2 separate regions of the Danio rerio genome follow, and region 2 is linked to region 1. A link is a contact called in public Hi-C data. All regions are on one chromosome and are shown on one strand. The core of a region is the stretch at or near the end of the contact, and the rest is flanking DNA. Distances in the headings are between cores, read along the strand shown.

Region 1 (7,410 bases), core at 2,516-5,015:
TATGTTATTATTAATAATTAATAGTATTCATCTATGTAAAGCCATTGATCATGTTAATGATTTCTCACAGTAGTTGTCAACAATGATTTAATAAGTTAGATAAATATCTATATGCAACACTTAATTTGTCTGAAATTGTTTTTAAAGTTTTTTTAATATATAACTTAAAGTAATTTTCAAATTTACACCAATGCAAGTGTGATTTAAAAAGAATACCTATAAAAATATTAGATGCAACCTACTCATATGTGGTGCTATGGTGAGCTATTTTTAGAACAGGCCCACGGGCAACTCATGTGAATTTGTGTATTTGTGTACATGTGTATTAAATGTGTATTTAGTTTCCTTCTCATTCAATCATGCATTCATCGAGTTAAGTGCACTACTTGCATTTAAAAACAAATGTGACAAAAACACTTGATCCAAGAAATGTTTTGAAAAGTAGTTTCAAAAGTAGTCTTTTATAAAGACTGAAAATTAGCAACACATCACACAAAATAACCATTGATTTACAAAAAAAAAAATAGTTAAGACACCATTGCATGGTAAATACAAATTCAAACCATGGTATTTGTGGTAATACTCTGGTATATATTAATATTTTAATATGGTTCCTACAAATTTAGTAAACAGTGGCCCAAAACAAACATGCTCAATTTAATAGAAACCATAGTAACAATTGCAAAAGGACGAGACAATGACAACCATGACCAATAAACTAAACAGAAAAAATGACAAAGAAACTAAACAAGACACCAATCAACCAACTTCTGTCACACAGTATTATTTAGTGCTGTAAATCCTACCTTCAGATTTGGAGGCTGTTGGTTCTTTGAGTGCGGTGACAGCGGCTGAATCTTTCCTGCTCCTCTTCCTCTCCTTCCCTGCCTGTTCTTCTCCCAGATCAATGACCAGCTCCCTCTCAGAGTCTGAGTCCATGTCTACATCCACCGATGCGGGCTGACTGGCCTCTTCAGAGCTCTTGCCTTTTTCTCTGGCATCTGGGGATGCGGGAGCTGCTTTCAGTTTCTCAGGAGGCTCTTTCTCCGAGTCCATACCTGATTTGTCTTTAGCTATCAGGTCAGGGGTGCTTGTTTTTTGACCAGTTTCTGCTTTGGCCTTTGTACTGGCCGTTGCACTAGACTCTTTGCTGGTGTCTTTGTCCTCACCAGCAGCTGCTGATGGTTTTGACTTTTTCTTGGGTGGCTCTTTCTCCTTTTTATCCTCAGCAGTGGTTTTGTTATTCTGGCCATTCTTAGATTTCTGTTCATCTTCGCTGCCATATTCACTATCGCTGGAGTCAGACTTGTCAGATTCTTCTGAATCGCTGTGCTCTACACCTTTATACACGTCCTCAGATATTTCATCTATGCCTGTGAGACAGAGCAAATATTGAACTTTCAAGTTCAAGTTTCATGTCAAAAACTAATGAATAGAAATGCTGACTGAATTTTTTTACTTAAAATAACATTAAAAGTGATATATATACACTGTTAACAACTACCTAGAATCTACAGAATCTACTGGCAGCAGGTCACTAGTAACTTACTGTAAATCAATTACAGCAAAAATACTGTATTTACATTTACAGCACCATTTATCTTGCGGTTTATGTATTTATAGAATTGTATGTACATGTTGTAAGTGAAGCTCAGCTCTCTTCCCTTGCGCACAACCAGAGGGAACTATCACACGAATTCTAACCAGTACTCCATATTCCCAAAAGCCTCTCTGCCTGGCACCGTTTGCGATAGCAGGTGTATCCAATTGATGCTCACGCATATAAGCCCAAGTTTCTGAACAGTTCAGTGCGAAGTCTTGATTTGCACAGCAGTTATTACCGAGCGTTTTTTCATAGAGGTTTTTCTTACCCATGCTTTGACCCATTTGCTTGTTATATCACCTGTAATTGTTCTTCCTGCCCTGAACCTCGCCTGTTTATCACCCTTCTTTTGGATTGCCATTCTGTTTTCTGTTTACTGTCATCTGTAACATTAATAAAGCTTTGCAGATGGATCAACTGGCTTTTTACTCATTACAACAGTATACCTTTACTATAAAATATACAGTAATTCTACATACTGTACATATACATATACAGTAAAATCTACAAACACTTGTCTATTTGTATATTTGCATTCACTACTTACTGCCTTTTTATATATTTATTATCTGTTTATTGTCCTGTCTCTGTAATTCTGTTGCACTGTAGAAGCTCTGTCACAAAAAACTAATTCCTCGTATGTGCGAACATACCTGGCAATAAAGCTCTTTCTGATTCTGATTTTCACAATGCAACTTAAACTAAAATACAGTAACATACTGCATACCTGTTCTATAGTAAAATACAGTTATGTTATTTTAAATATAGTTTGATATAGTTACTATTATAGTTAAATACGGTGTGATTTACAAAAATCATTAACAGTTGTTTTAAAGATTGCTAATTTGTTTTAGTCTCTCAAACAATGTGTTTATATCCATCATTGGGTAAAAACACACTGGCTTTTCAGTCTCTTTTATGACAATGTCTGAAATGGTTTGTTAAAGCATCCAGTCTTTCTATACCCTGCCTTTTAGTGATGCTACTGTGCTCTGATTGGTCAGATCACCCATATGGCATACCTGCCAACACTCCTGTTTTTCATGGGGGTCTTCCGTATTTCAAACCCATCTACCCTCCTGTTTTGTTATTTCTCCCAGAAAATACCCATAACTTCACCCCGCCCCTGAAACTCAGCTTTTTGGTACAGTCTGTAACACCCTCGCCCGGGTCGCTAACTTTGGTAAAGTATCCTATCGCAGCGGCCGACCGAAATCTGGTCCATATTACAGTTACTAACACCACAACCCAGCTTTTAACCCAGTTATTCAGACCCCCCTGAGCCCCCTCACCTCCAGTCTCCTGTAATTTTAGAGACAAATGTTGATCTTGATCTTTAATACCTTACAAACCTTTCAGATTCACAAACAGCTATATTACACACTACATGAAAGGTCAATGGCACCAATACCAAGTAAACGCTGAAAGCTGTTGCACTGCAATATTATGCCCTTTTTCAATGTGGAAAAGGCTGATGTGTTTTTAATGACACAGCTTTAAAAGATTTGATCTGAACTCACCGAGCTGTGCTTTGCAGCTCTCTATGGTTTTGTCCAGGTTGAGCTGGAAGCGGCTTCTGATCTGTCTCTTTGGGGAGGTGAGGGAGGGCTGAGCCCCCTGCTGCTGCTGGACACTTTCACTTAGCTCCTTCAAGTCCATCTCCGCCTTACTACGATCTGAGAGAGATCACAAGGCTCTGTTATGAGCACATTCAAACATATTAATTTTAGATGAGTTTTTAGATGGTTTTAGATCCATTCTTCAGGTACAGCTCTTATTAGATCCAACATTATTCAAAAAGGCTTCTTAAGGAATGTCATTTTGTAAAAATCATTTAACAAATAAACAATATTTAACAGTTTGTGGTAAGGGGTCAGATTTCTTTTTAAAAAAATCTACAATATATTAAACATAGATCTAATAAATTAATAGTTGATAGTTCACTAAAACAAACATTTTCTCTCCATTAACTTATGAATTTCTTTTTCCTGTTGAACACAAAACAAGATATTCTGAAGAATATTTAACAATATGGATATTTTTTTCTTGAGCAGCTGTTGACTTATGAATCATCAAGGACCCCACACCTCTGTACTGTAGAGTAGAAAATAAAACAGGCTATAATTAGATTACAGATTGATCAACAGAACGAAGCTTACCAAGGTTAAGGTTGAGTATGCTGCCGGTGGTTGGGGTTTTCTCTTGTTTAACAGGGGTGTTGGGAGCAGGCGAGTGAAATGGTTTAGGACTCTCTAAAGTGCTTCCTGCTCTAGAAGAAGCAGGTGATGCTGAAAGAGCAGAAATTCACTTTTAATAATACATTTCACTATTTAAAAACCATTATTCCATTGAAGTCTAAAACTTAAGTTGTGCATAAATTGTGCATAAAAATAAGTGGCAGATAGGGGTGTGCAATACTGTTTTGATGATGATTTCAGTGTTTTTTGTCCTTGTACTTTGGCTGGTTTAGGCCTGTTATGGATAATATGAAGGCTGCATTTCACTTCACTTTTAGACATGCTTTCACATGCAAACTTCCCTAGGCACTTTCCCTTAAGGGAATCTCTGCTGCTGTTTTAAAAAGCATTCCACATCATCAAGTAGACTAGGGATGTTCACATGGAGAGACTCTCAACCCTCGATTTTAGCCAAGGGATCAATTCTGCTTCATATGCAGAGTCTATCACCTAAATGTCCCACAATGTAATGTGACTGTGATATTACAACAGAGACTTGCATTCACTGTGCATAGTAAATTCCAAGTAAATAACCCTCTGAAAGATATTTCGGAATGGAATCAAAAAGAAAATGAAGGGTACAACTGGGTACAACTGCTGACCCCCATGATTATTTGCACAGGGAATAAAGTACATAAAAAAAAAACGAAAACATTGTCAAAACATTCCGTGTGATTCAGTGCTTCAGCTATAATCATATGAAACTCCAAAAACACTTTTGTGCACTGTTAATGTGACTGTGTTCGCCTATATCTTTTCTCCTGCATCAGGTCATGAGCATGCATGTTTACTATGGCCAATACGATGTAGTGCCATTAGAGTCAGCAGGGCAAAACAGTAAGCATCGTATTGATCATTGTTACCATGCACCCTGATTTGATACGGAAGACATTGGCAAACAAAGTGTTTTTTGGCACATAACAGTGTTCTTGGAGCTTTGTAGCTCAGTATGACTACAGTTGATCCACTGAAGTCACATGGAATGTTTTGACATTGATTTTGGCTCCTTTTCTGAACTCAAACATCTCTGGACCATTCCTGTCTAAAAAGGATAAGGGTGCTCTCGGATTTCATCTAGAATAACTCAAATTGTGTTCTGAAGATGAATAAAAGTCTTAGGGGGTTGGAACGGTATGATGGTAATAATTAATAACGTAATTAAGATTTTTTGATAAACCCTTCAAGATGAAACACTGCATAACCAATTCAAATGATTCATTCATAAACATGATATCAGGAACAAAACACAACTGTGACACTATCAGATGCTGTGCCTTTGTTTAGAATTATTTCCATTAGCAAAACTAAAAAGCAACAGCAATTTGTTTTTACGGTTAAGCTCATGCTGAAAAACAACTTTCTTGTTTATGTGATATTACTAAACTCTGTCACTAAACTGTGATAATTCTAAAACACAAATCCAATAATGGATATTTTTGGTCTCAAAGCTTAATTCTTAGGGACTTTCAAACAGGGCATTCTAAAGATGAATTTGTTTGTTTGTTTGTTTCTGCAAAATTGACGTACAATTGTTGACAAAGATTGAATTATTTCCAGAAAAAATCCCCAGCAAAACGACATAAATAAAAACAAGCTAAAGAAACTTGCCTACCTTGATGTCAAAACGACATCAGTTTGACATTTAACACTGAGGTCAAAAACTTATTAAAAAATGAACTCCAGGACAGTCCTCTAATCCAGTTTCGATATATGTTTTGCACCAATGTTAAATCTCAAACTGATGTATTTTTGACATCAAGGTAGTTTACGTGCATTGTAGGGATACAAAATTTAGTGTAATTTTGAAATAAAAACTTTCAGATGAATAAAGCCGTTCTTATATTATAATACATTTTGTGTTCTTTTATTAGTGGTTAAATAGGGCATCAATTTGTGGATATCAAGATTTGACATAAAGGTGCTCGCTGGATTTAATGCCCACTCTCTAATTTAGATGTTCAGTGTATGTTTTAGGACATTTTAATGCTGTATGTACCAGTGCAATCCTGAGACTCTTCCCCAGTGCTGTAATGGGGCAGAGCCGCTTTAGCGTGACCTTTCTCCGCCGTCTCCTGTTCTCCATCAGATCCAGTATGCGCTGAAGAGTTTGTACTCATAGGTGAACGCGGCATGTCTGTCATCGAGATTCGTCTTCCTGTCCCACTCCCACTGGACACCATGCTTTTTCCCACAAGCAGCTTCGGAGATGCAGTTACATCAAAGTTGAACTTGATCTTTTCCTGTTTTTCAGGTTTGACGGAGCCTGCGCTGGGGTTCGCCGGGTCCAGGAGCATCTGGAACTGGTTGTCTGGTGTGTAGGGCGTGCGAAATGGTGCATAATTAAAGACTCCAAATTTTTTGCGAATGTTTTCTACGTACACCTCCATCTCTTGCATGGCACTGTTGAAGATGCTCTTGGTCTTCTTCACAGAGAATGGGATCTCTTTGGACATGAGGTAGCAGTTGTTAATAGGAACCCAGGCCCTGTTTTTTAAAACAGTACATGGGTAGAATAAAATAAAACATATTTTTGCTTCTTCTACATTGAAATGCAGCAGGATTTTAGTCTTAGCCAACAACAATCAATGGCTGAAACAACTACTTAACAAATTGATGATTACTGATATATTTTATTGGTCAAATCTGTGTGCAAAGAAACTCAGTGAAGTTATTTTGGGTGAAAATAAGGCTACAGACTAAGGGCCCTATTATACACCCGGCGCAATCCGCTTGTTAAGTGTGACATCACGCGAAGCGGCTTCTGGGTCCAAGCGCTCTATTAAACTGAATGGGGAGACTTATGAAATGGCAATAATAAACGTTTACAAAGCGATTTAAGGCTTTCGAAAATCACTATGGCAGTATATATCCATGCCTAATATCCGATGGCCAGAAAGTGATTTTTTATAAATTTAAAATTTTTGGTATTTGTTATGCAGCAAGCCCAGAGATTGTTGTGTACACTATGACTTCATGTAAAATTAACTTTAATGTGTGATAGGAATAAAACATGATCATAAACGAATGATTTCTCCACTCAAATGAATGGCAGCTTGGACCCGGAAACAGTATTACATCCGCCACAAACATGTCACCTCTTAACAAGCGGATGTGGCGCATGGAGTGACCCAATAGTTTTTTGCTAGTTTCAGCTTGGCGCAAGAGTCGTTTTGAGACGTTGCGCCACACTGTTTAAATAGCAAATGCATTTGTGCTTATATGCGCGCTCATAGGCGTTCTGGTCTAAAAAGGAAGGCATTCTGAGGCGCATTGCTGGCGTGTTGCTATTTTGAGAAACTATAATAGATTTTTCAACAGACCAAAACAAACCCGGTCTAAACTCCAGCACAGAGTTGCGCTTAGCTTACACACTGCTTAATACACACAAGATGTAGAGCAATATGCAAATATCTTTACATATGAAAAAAATTTAAATATTAAGGATATATAAAGGATATAATAAGAATATATATAGGATATAAATATAAAGAATTAAATTATTACAAAACATATTATTTTCTTGCCTACATAAATATGAAAAACCACTGCTTTTATGCCTTCTCCGAAGGG
Region 2 (7,410 bases), core at 3,120-5,619, 210 kb after region 1:
ATTATTTTTGTCAGATATTTGCCACAGCATTTCAAATTATGCATCGATATGTCCTATGATCAAAGTAAAGTACTGATCATGTACTGTACTTCAGACATTTTCTGCTTAAACATTCAAACGATGGCATGTTGTGTATATTTTTTGCTGTATTATTGCAATGATGATAGTCTGATGATTGAAGTGTGTAGCTCCTCAACCAGAAATATAAACAGTCTGGTTATGCTAGTCATTTAAGATTTAACAACCAGACAAACATTGCTTGCTTACAATGCACAGACTACATTCAATCCCTTCAAAAAACTTCATTTAAACAACTGTATATTATAATAACTAAATAACTTGCATCATTAGCAGAAACCAGACCTATAAAATATACTTCACTTCCAGTAAATGCCTTATTCTATAAATCCTCTTTATGTTGTCACAAATGCAAAACAATCAATGGGTTTCTAGAAAAATATGACATAATTAACTTGCACTTTACACAACACATTAAGAAAATAATATTTGATAAGAGTTTTAAAGTCTCATGTAGTGCATTCTCTTAAAGACACAAACGTACTTAGAATGTACAAACTCGCTCTGTCTCCATCAAATATCTGATTTCCTGAATTTTTGTTCTTGCTCATGTCTGACCGTGGTATGTATGAGGATGTCGCAATATTTATGATTGAGAAAATGCATTATTGCAAACCCCACCGTGTTGCAACATAAACTTTGTGTGAAGGTTATTTTCATTTGCACAACCCAACAAATTCAAGTGCAAACACATTCAGTTCACGGAGACCGCCTCCTTTAGCTTCAATAAGGCATCATCACTTAAAATAAGCAACAATGTTTAAGTGCCGGAATTGTTTGGTGCCATAGCAGTGGCAATCTGCCATTTGGGGCTTATGGGAAATGTAGTCCCATCACTGATAGTGCAAGCAGAAAGTGAGGAGTGGGAAAATCTAGAAGCAAAGTTTCACTTTCATGCAGGATTTCAGAAATTTCTTCTCAGTCTCACTCAGAAGCGGAAACAGTCATTAACTTCGTCTGAGCAGTCAAAGTTGATTCCTTCACACACGGAGTCCTCAAGAAAAAAAAAGAAAATTAAGAGACGTGTAAACTTGTATAACCTACAAGAAAACAATAAGTGTTTTTAAAGTATCACAATCTATTGTACAGCATACACTGGTGGTCTAAATATTTTATATATTATTATATTATTTTAGAAGAAAATACAGCAATATTGAGAAATACTATTACTACTACTATTATTAAGGACAATTCTTGATATGGATATTTTTTTTAAATGCTACTTATTTTTGTGTTGTCCAGCTGAATTTTCAGCATCATTACTTTAGCTTTCACCTTTAGAAATAAATTATTATTATTATAATTATAATTATTATTATTATTATTATTATTATTATTATTATTATTATTGTTGTTTTTGTTGCTATATATGTTTATGGAATTCATTATAAACTAGGATTTCAGAATTTTAAAGTAGGATTTTTTTAAATAAAAAAAAACAAACAAATTAATAATCTTATTTTACATAATTGGATCAAATTAATTGAAGTATGTGTAACCACGTTTATTATGTAACATTTTATTGAAATACTGTTTTTGGGAAACCTTGAAAACTTTCAGTTTCTACATAAAAATATCAGGTAGAAAAAGCTCAAAAATATTATATATTAAAAATGCATTATAATAACATATTATTAATTCAGTAATAATAACTGATAAAAAATAAGCACCGAATCTGAATTTTAAAATCTATTTACAATATTAAATATTTTATATTTATAAGTAAATTTGATGTAACAGCACTAAAGACTGCTTATGTTGCATTCTAAACTTTTAAATAATTCAATCACTTACCACAACACATAGGTAAAAACATGGTTACATTTTTTAACACAAAATGTATGTGTAATATATATACATATATATAAACAAGAATCACTATACGTTGAAAACTGCATGGTTTTTGAAATCACACACAAAAAAACTTTTTATAAAAATGAAATGCGGTTTTAACAGGAGCTTTCAAACTCATGGGATTTAATATACTCACAGATGGCTGCCAACCACACGAGACTGTGAAAACAGAGAGATGAGGATGAAGGGGAAAAGAGGATGAAAATAGGAGAGACAAATATGGAGAAGACAAATTTGCACATTCAAAAAATTGATTACAAAAGCACAACATACATTACTTTAAATGGATCACCCAGTTCACCCAGAAAAATCCAGTCATTATTTACTCACACTCACAATGCCATTCAAAACACAAAAATACGTTTTATGTTGCTTATTTCTGTACAATGAAAGCTAACCTTACAATGTAATAAGTATGATCATTTCACTTAAGAAATTAGGAAATTGACAAAATTTTAGGGTAATTAAAGTGTGCCATTGTGATGTTACTGTTTATTTTAGCATTTTTTTTTTTAAGTCAGAAAATGTTCAAGACCAAATTGCACAACATTAATTAGTTCTTGAAATGAAAAGAAAAAAAAACTGATTCTGAACTCCCTAAAACAAGTCATTATTAATTATAGTCTTACTTCCTGCACAAATATATTGGTTTTTATATTGATATTGTTTTTGTCTGGATGGATGGATTCAATGGATGTACATTGACTTAAACTTTTAGCCACCATTTACTTTCATTGCATGGAAATAAGCAGTTTTATTTCTTATTTTGGAAGAAATTCATACAAAAGTATATGTTGAAGTATATATGGTTGAAGTCAGAATTATTAGCCCCCCTGTTTATTTTTTCCCCTACAGTTGAAGTCAGAATTATTAGCCCCCTTTGAATTTTTTTTCTTTTTTAAATATTTCTCAAATGATGTTTAATAAAGCAAGGAACTTTTCACAATATGTCTGATAATATTTTTTCTTCTGGAGAAAATCTTACTTGTTTTATTTTGGCTAGAATAAAAGCAGTTTTTATAAAAAAACAACAACAACATTTAAGGTCAAACTTATTAGCCACTTTAAGCAATATTTTTTCAATAGTCTACAGAACAAACCATCGGTATAAAATAACTTGCCTAATTACCCTAACCTGCCTAGTTAACCTAATTAACCTAGTTAAGCCTTTAAATGTCACTTTAAGCTGTATAGAAGTGTCTTGAATAATATCTAGTCAAATATTATTTACTGTCATCATGGCAAAGATAAAATCAGTTATTATAAATAAGTTATTAAAACTATAATGTTTAGAAATGTGTTAAAAAATCTTCCCTCCATTAAACAGAAATTGGGGAAAAATAAACAGGGGCACTAACAATTCAGGGGGGCTAATAATTCTGATTGCAACTGTATTTCTGTTTAATGGAGGGAAGATTTTTTTCAACACATTTCTAAATATTATAGTTTTAATAACTTATTTCTAATAACTGATTTATTTTATCTTTGTCATGATGACAGTAAATAATATACTAGATATTTACTAGATATTTTTCAAGACACTAGTATTCAGCTTAAAGGGCAATTTAAAGGCTTAAACAGGTTAATTAGGTTAACTAGGCAGGTTAGGGTAATTAGGCAATTCATTGTATAACAGTGGTTTGTTCTGTAGACAGTCGGAAAAAATAGCTTAAAGGGGCTAATAATTTTGACCTTAAAATAGCTTTTAAAAAATGAAAAACTGCTTTTATACTAACCAAAATAAAACTTTCTTCAGAAGAAAAAAATATATTTTTGAAAATACTATGACAATTTCCTTGCTGTTAAATATAATTTAGGAAATTTTCAAAAGAGAAAAAAAAAAATCAAAGGAGGGCTAATAATTCTGACTTCATCTGTACATCTAAGTATATATGTTGAGGTTGAGAGTCAGTAAATGATGAGTCAGTTTTAATTTTGGGGTGAACTATTCCTGCATGTACACATTAAACAAAAAGGCAACACGAAAATGTTTAACTTTGTTTTTGAACTGTTGTTTTCTTACAGAGGAAAAAAAATGCATTAGTTTTGCACATAAAGGTAGGATATATAATGCCAATTTAAAAAGTTAGTTTATTACTGTATGTTATTGCACTGCTAAATTATGAATACTGCATGATTTCTGCACAGAGCACTCATACAAAACAACAAAACAGAAGCTCAAGCTGAACTAAGAGTGTGCAAAAAAACATGCACTTAGATTTAAAAAAATAACAAAACGATGAAGAGCAAAATCATTTCATGCACGATCAGTACTAAGTGTGACGTTCCGGGGTGATTCAGAACACCAGTGTGAGGGTGGGTTAGTGTCAGGACAACACTGAGTCCCTGTAAGATTACGGAGCTTGTTTAAACTGTCACTAACTTGGCTTTGCTGGAGCAGCAGTGCCCCGTCTGGTGTGTTTGGGAAGTGCAGGGTGGTGGGGGAAGGGGTGAGGGGCAGCCAGGGCCGGTTGCCAGCGCTGTAGAGACGGGGACGCTTAACCTGGTCGTGACTGGACAGAGGGGTGTAACTATTCCGCCTTAACAGCAGAGGAGCGCAGTCTCGTCTCACTTTCCCCTGCTTTAAAATGGAAGAGACTGGGTGGGTTAAAAAGAGAGACCGTATTCACAAGATCTTCAACATACATCAGACACCTCCACAAAATGATCAAGAGACATGTTAGCTGCAAGTATTAACAAAGATAATATTTTTACAAATGAAAGTAGTTCTGGTTAATATTATACACGTCAATACTGGGATGGAGAACACAATGTTGTTTAATGGAGAGTTCAACAGACGCATGAACATAACCCACAACACATTAAAACACATTCCCTTATCATAGCTGTGCGACTGACACAATCACGAATGTACAATTTTTATTGTAAACATAGAGGGGAAGGGCTGAACCTCACTCTGATGAGGTGAATGAGTAGAAAGAAGATTTTTCTTTAATCAAACATTTTGATTAAAGTCAGAGAACATAGTTTAAAGCAATGTTATGGGATAACAAGATAAGCTGCTCCCACAAACATTCCATGAAGTTAACATAATTTGGCTGGTTTGACCAAATAGCCAATAGAGAAGGGGCTATACTTTAAATAATTTTACCATTACAGTTGTTTGTGGATGCATGTACATCATTTTGTCTAAAAATATATTCACAATCATTTTCTTGACCATATGTCACAGATGCTGTTGATAGACTTCAGTTGTACTGGACCCAGAAGATTGCTTTAAGCATTGGGTTCTCTGAGAAAAACATGCAGCAAAGCCAAATATGCAGTCAGGATTTCAGATTTATATGTAGCATGAAACAGCATGCTTTGGTGTGTAGTATCAAAAATACAAGTTTGATGTAAACATGTGCTGCTAATTATTTCAAAGTGAATATTTAATATCCTCTATTAATAATTCATGCAATCGGGTATGTCACTGAAACAGATGTGGACTTACCAGCGGTCTGTCCCGATGTGTGTTCACTGCCTCCACATTCAGATGAAACATCTCAACTTTGCAACCTAAAACACCAACCACATTCATCTCTAAGCACAATTTGACGTGTATGTTTGCTAACAAACAAAAAGGAGGACACAACTGTCCAACTCACCGTAGGCAACAGGAGTGAGCTTCATGACAGTATGAAGAGGACATAGCAAATAGGCAAGATCATCTATAAGACAAAAGATGAAGTTTACAGTATTACTTAAACATCTATGAGTATTGATAACTGTTGTTGCATATTCCATTTCACTAGATTATTTCTTCCCAAGACAACGATAATTATTTGTGATCAGTTAGATTGCTGCAGTCTGTCAGTCATTTCCTCACTCGTGAACAAGATCCCAATATACTTAATCTCCTCCATTCGGGGCAAAAACTTTCTAACCCTTTTTCATGATCTCAACCTAGGTCTGAGTTGGCCTGCCCATGTCCATCAGCTGCTTTGAGCGTCCCACAAGCCAACCAGGCTCTATAGAACTCTCTCTTCACCTTATTAGCATCCCTTATTCTGATGTCTGACCTCCGGCCAAGAGTGTCCCTTATTCTCAAACACGGCATTTGTTATAGACAAATTGAGACTAGCACAGAAATCCAACAGAACACCACTCAGATTCAGGTGACGGAGGTCACTTCTCCCTGTCATTCAGGAAGAAGGTATCACAGGTACAAGTTCTCCATGTATCAATGTCCTTGCTCACATGGGTGTTGAAGTCACCCAATGACCTTCAAGCACCCCTCTCTAGGACTCCAAGAAGAGTGGATACTCTGCACTGCTGTTTGACCCTTAAGCACAAACTACATTTAGAGACCTATCCATGACCTGAAGGTGCAAGGCTCTTTCCCCCAGTAACATGACATTCAGTGTCCCAAGAGCCAGTTTCCACAACCAAAGATCAGGTTGTCATGGCTCTAGCCTTCAAGCACCTCACATTTCACCGCTCACTATGGCTCCTCCTGCAGGTAGTTGGTTGATTTTTCATATATATAAAGCAACTTTTTCCAGTGCAAATGCATCCTACCTGCACTCTTGTCCAAGAAATAGGCTAGTAGGCACCGCATTACCGCCTGATGGCAGATGACTAGTACATTGCCTTGTCTCTCAAGCTCCATAATTACAGGCTCCAGTCGCTGAACCAGGTCCTGATATGACTACAAGAACAGAAAGCCTTATGAAGTCAGAGCTTTCCACAAAAACTCAGATATTAACATATGCTAACTTAACCCATAGGACTTTATATATAGAAGAGACATACTCTGATGATGAACGTTAATGAAACTGATAAGTTTATGATATGTCGTACCTCTCCTCCTGGATATCTGTAATGGTACTTGTCCTGATCTCTTAAAGCAAATTCCTCTGGGAATGTGTTCTGGATCATTTCATAGGTCATCTCTTCACAAACACCCTGCGTCAGAACAATGAATGCTGATGAACATATGATACATAAAAACCTAATCCAATCTCTGCTGGGATCTTGTAATACTAACAGCGTCTATCTCATTGAGGATTTTCCACTGTTCATAGGGAACTCCCAGCTCCTCAGCCGTCTGGATGGTTCTCCTTAACTGGCTTGTCCAAACCTTCAGGTTAGATAGCTTATGCTCCTCAACAAACTCATGCAGGGCGCTCGCAAACTACTCGCAAAAGATAAAGCAAGTCAAGAATCTTCTCATTAATTGATGCTAAAAAGAATTAACTGAATGAGGTCAGACCTGTCTCCCTCGTGAGGAGAGTTCAGAGTCTCCTCCAATACGCCCTTGGATGTTGTGTTCACTCTCTCCATGCCTGCACAGGTAGATAGAGTGCGAGTGTACATGGATGTTCATGAGGTAGTAGACAATCTTGCTCTGGATGTAGTCCTGAACACGGTTCACCAGGAATCGACGACCCACATTTATCACCTTAATGAAGGACAGGTCTCTGGGGAAAGACATTGATCAGGAGTGTTTTAGCTTTAACTATTCATGTTTAC

The links. Hi-C and Micro-C count contacts between places; a contact is called where the count stands out from the background.
Region 2: a contact with region 1 is called in a Hi-C map of embryo, with 3 times the contacts expected there. The contact joins two enhancer-like sites. A contact is called at or near these places in 3 of 18 Hi-C or Micro-C datasets (embryo and hematopoietic stem cells).

What each region holds. Positions count from the first base shown.
Region 1 is chr11:20,666,721-20,674,130 of GRCz12tu, forward strand. zmynd8 (zinc finger, MYND-type containing 8) reads right to left here. Exons shown (of 20, transcript XM_687794.11): 11 at 5,837-6,324; 12 at 3,763-3,891; 13 at 3,124-3,279; 14 at 807-1,373. Among named protein-coding and RNA genes, the nearest start is that of dido1, 20 kb to the left of the region's middle. Within about 2 kb of position 3,766, at least 3 of the 62 cell types and tissues checked have an H3K27ac peak or open chromatin away from gene starts, as enhancers often do.
Region 2 is chr11:20,878,367-20,885,776 of GRCz12tu, forward strand. pfkfb2b (6-phosphofructo-2-kinase/fructose-2,6-biphosphatase 2b) reads right to left here. Exons shown (of 16, transcript XM_021479801.3): 9 at 7,151-7,358; 10 at 6,926-7,072; 11 at 6,739-6,843; 12 at 6,457-6,586; 13 at 5,544-5,606; 14 at 5,390-5,454; 15 at 2,069-2,091; 16 at 1-1,072. The coding sequence ends at 1,003. Among named protein-coding and RNA genes, the nearest start is that of pfkfb2b, 11 kb to the right of the region's middle. Within about 2 kb of position 4,370, at least 25 of the 62 cell types and tissues checked have an H3K27ac peak or open chromatin away from gene starts, as enhancers often do.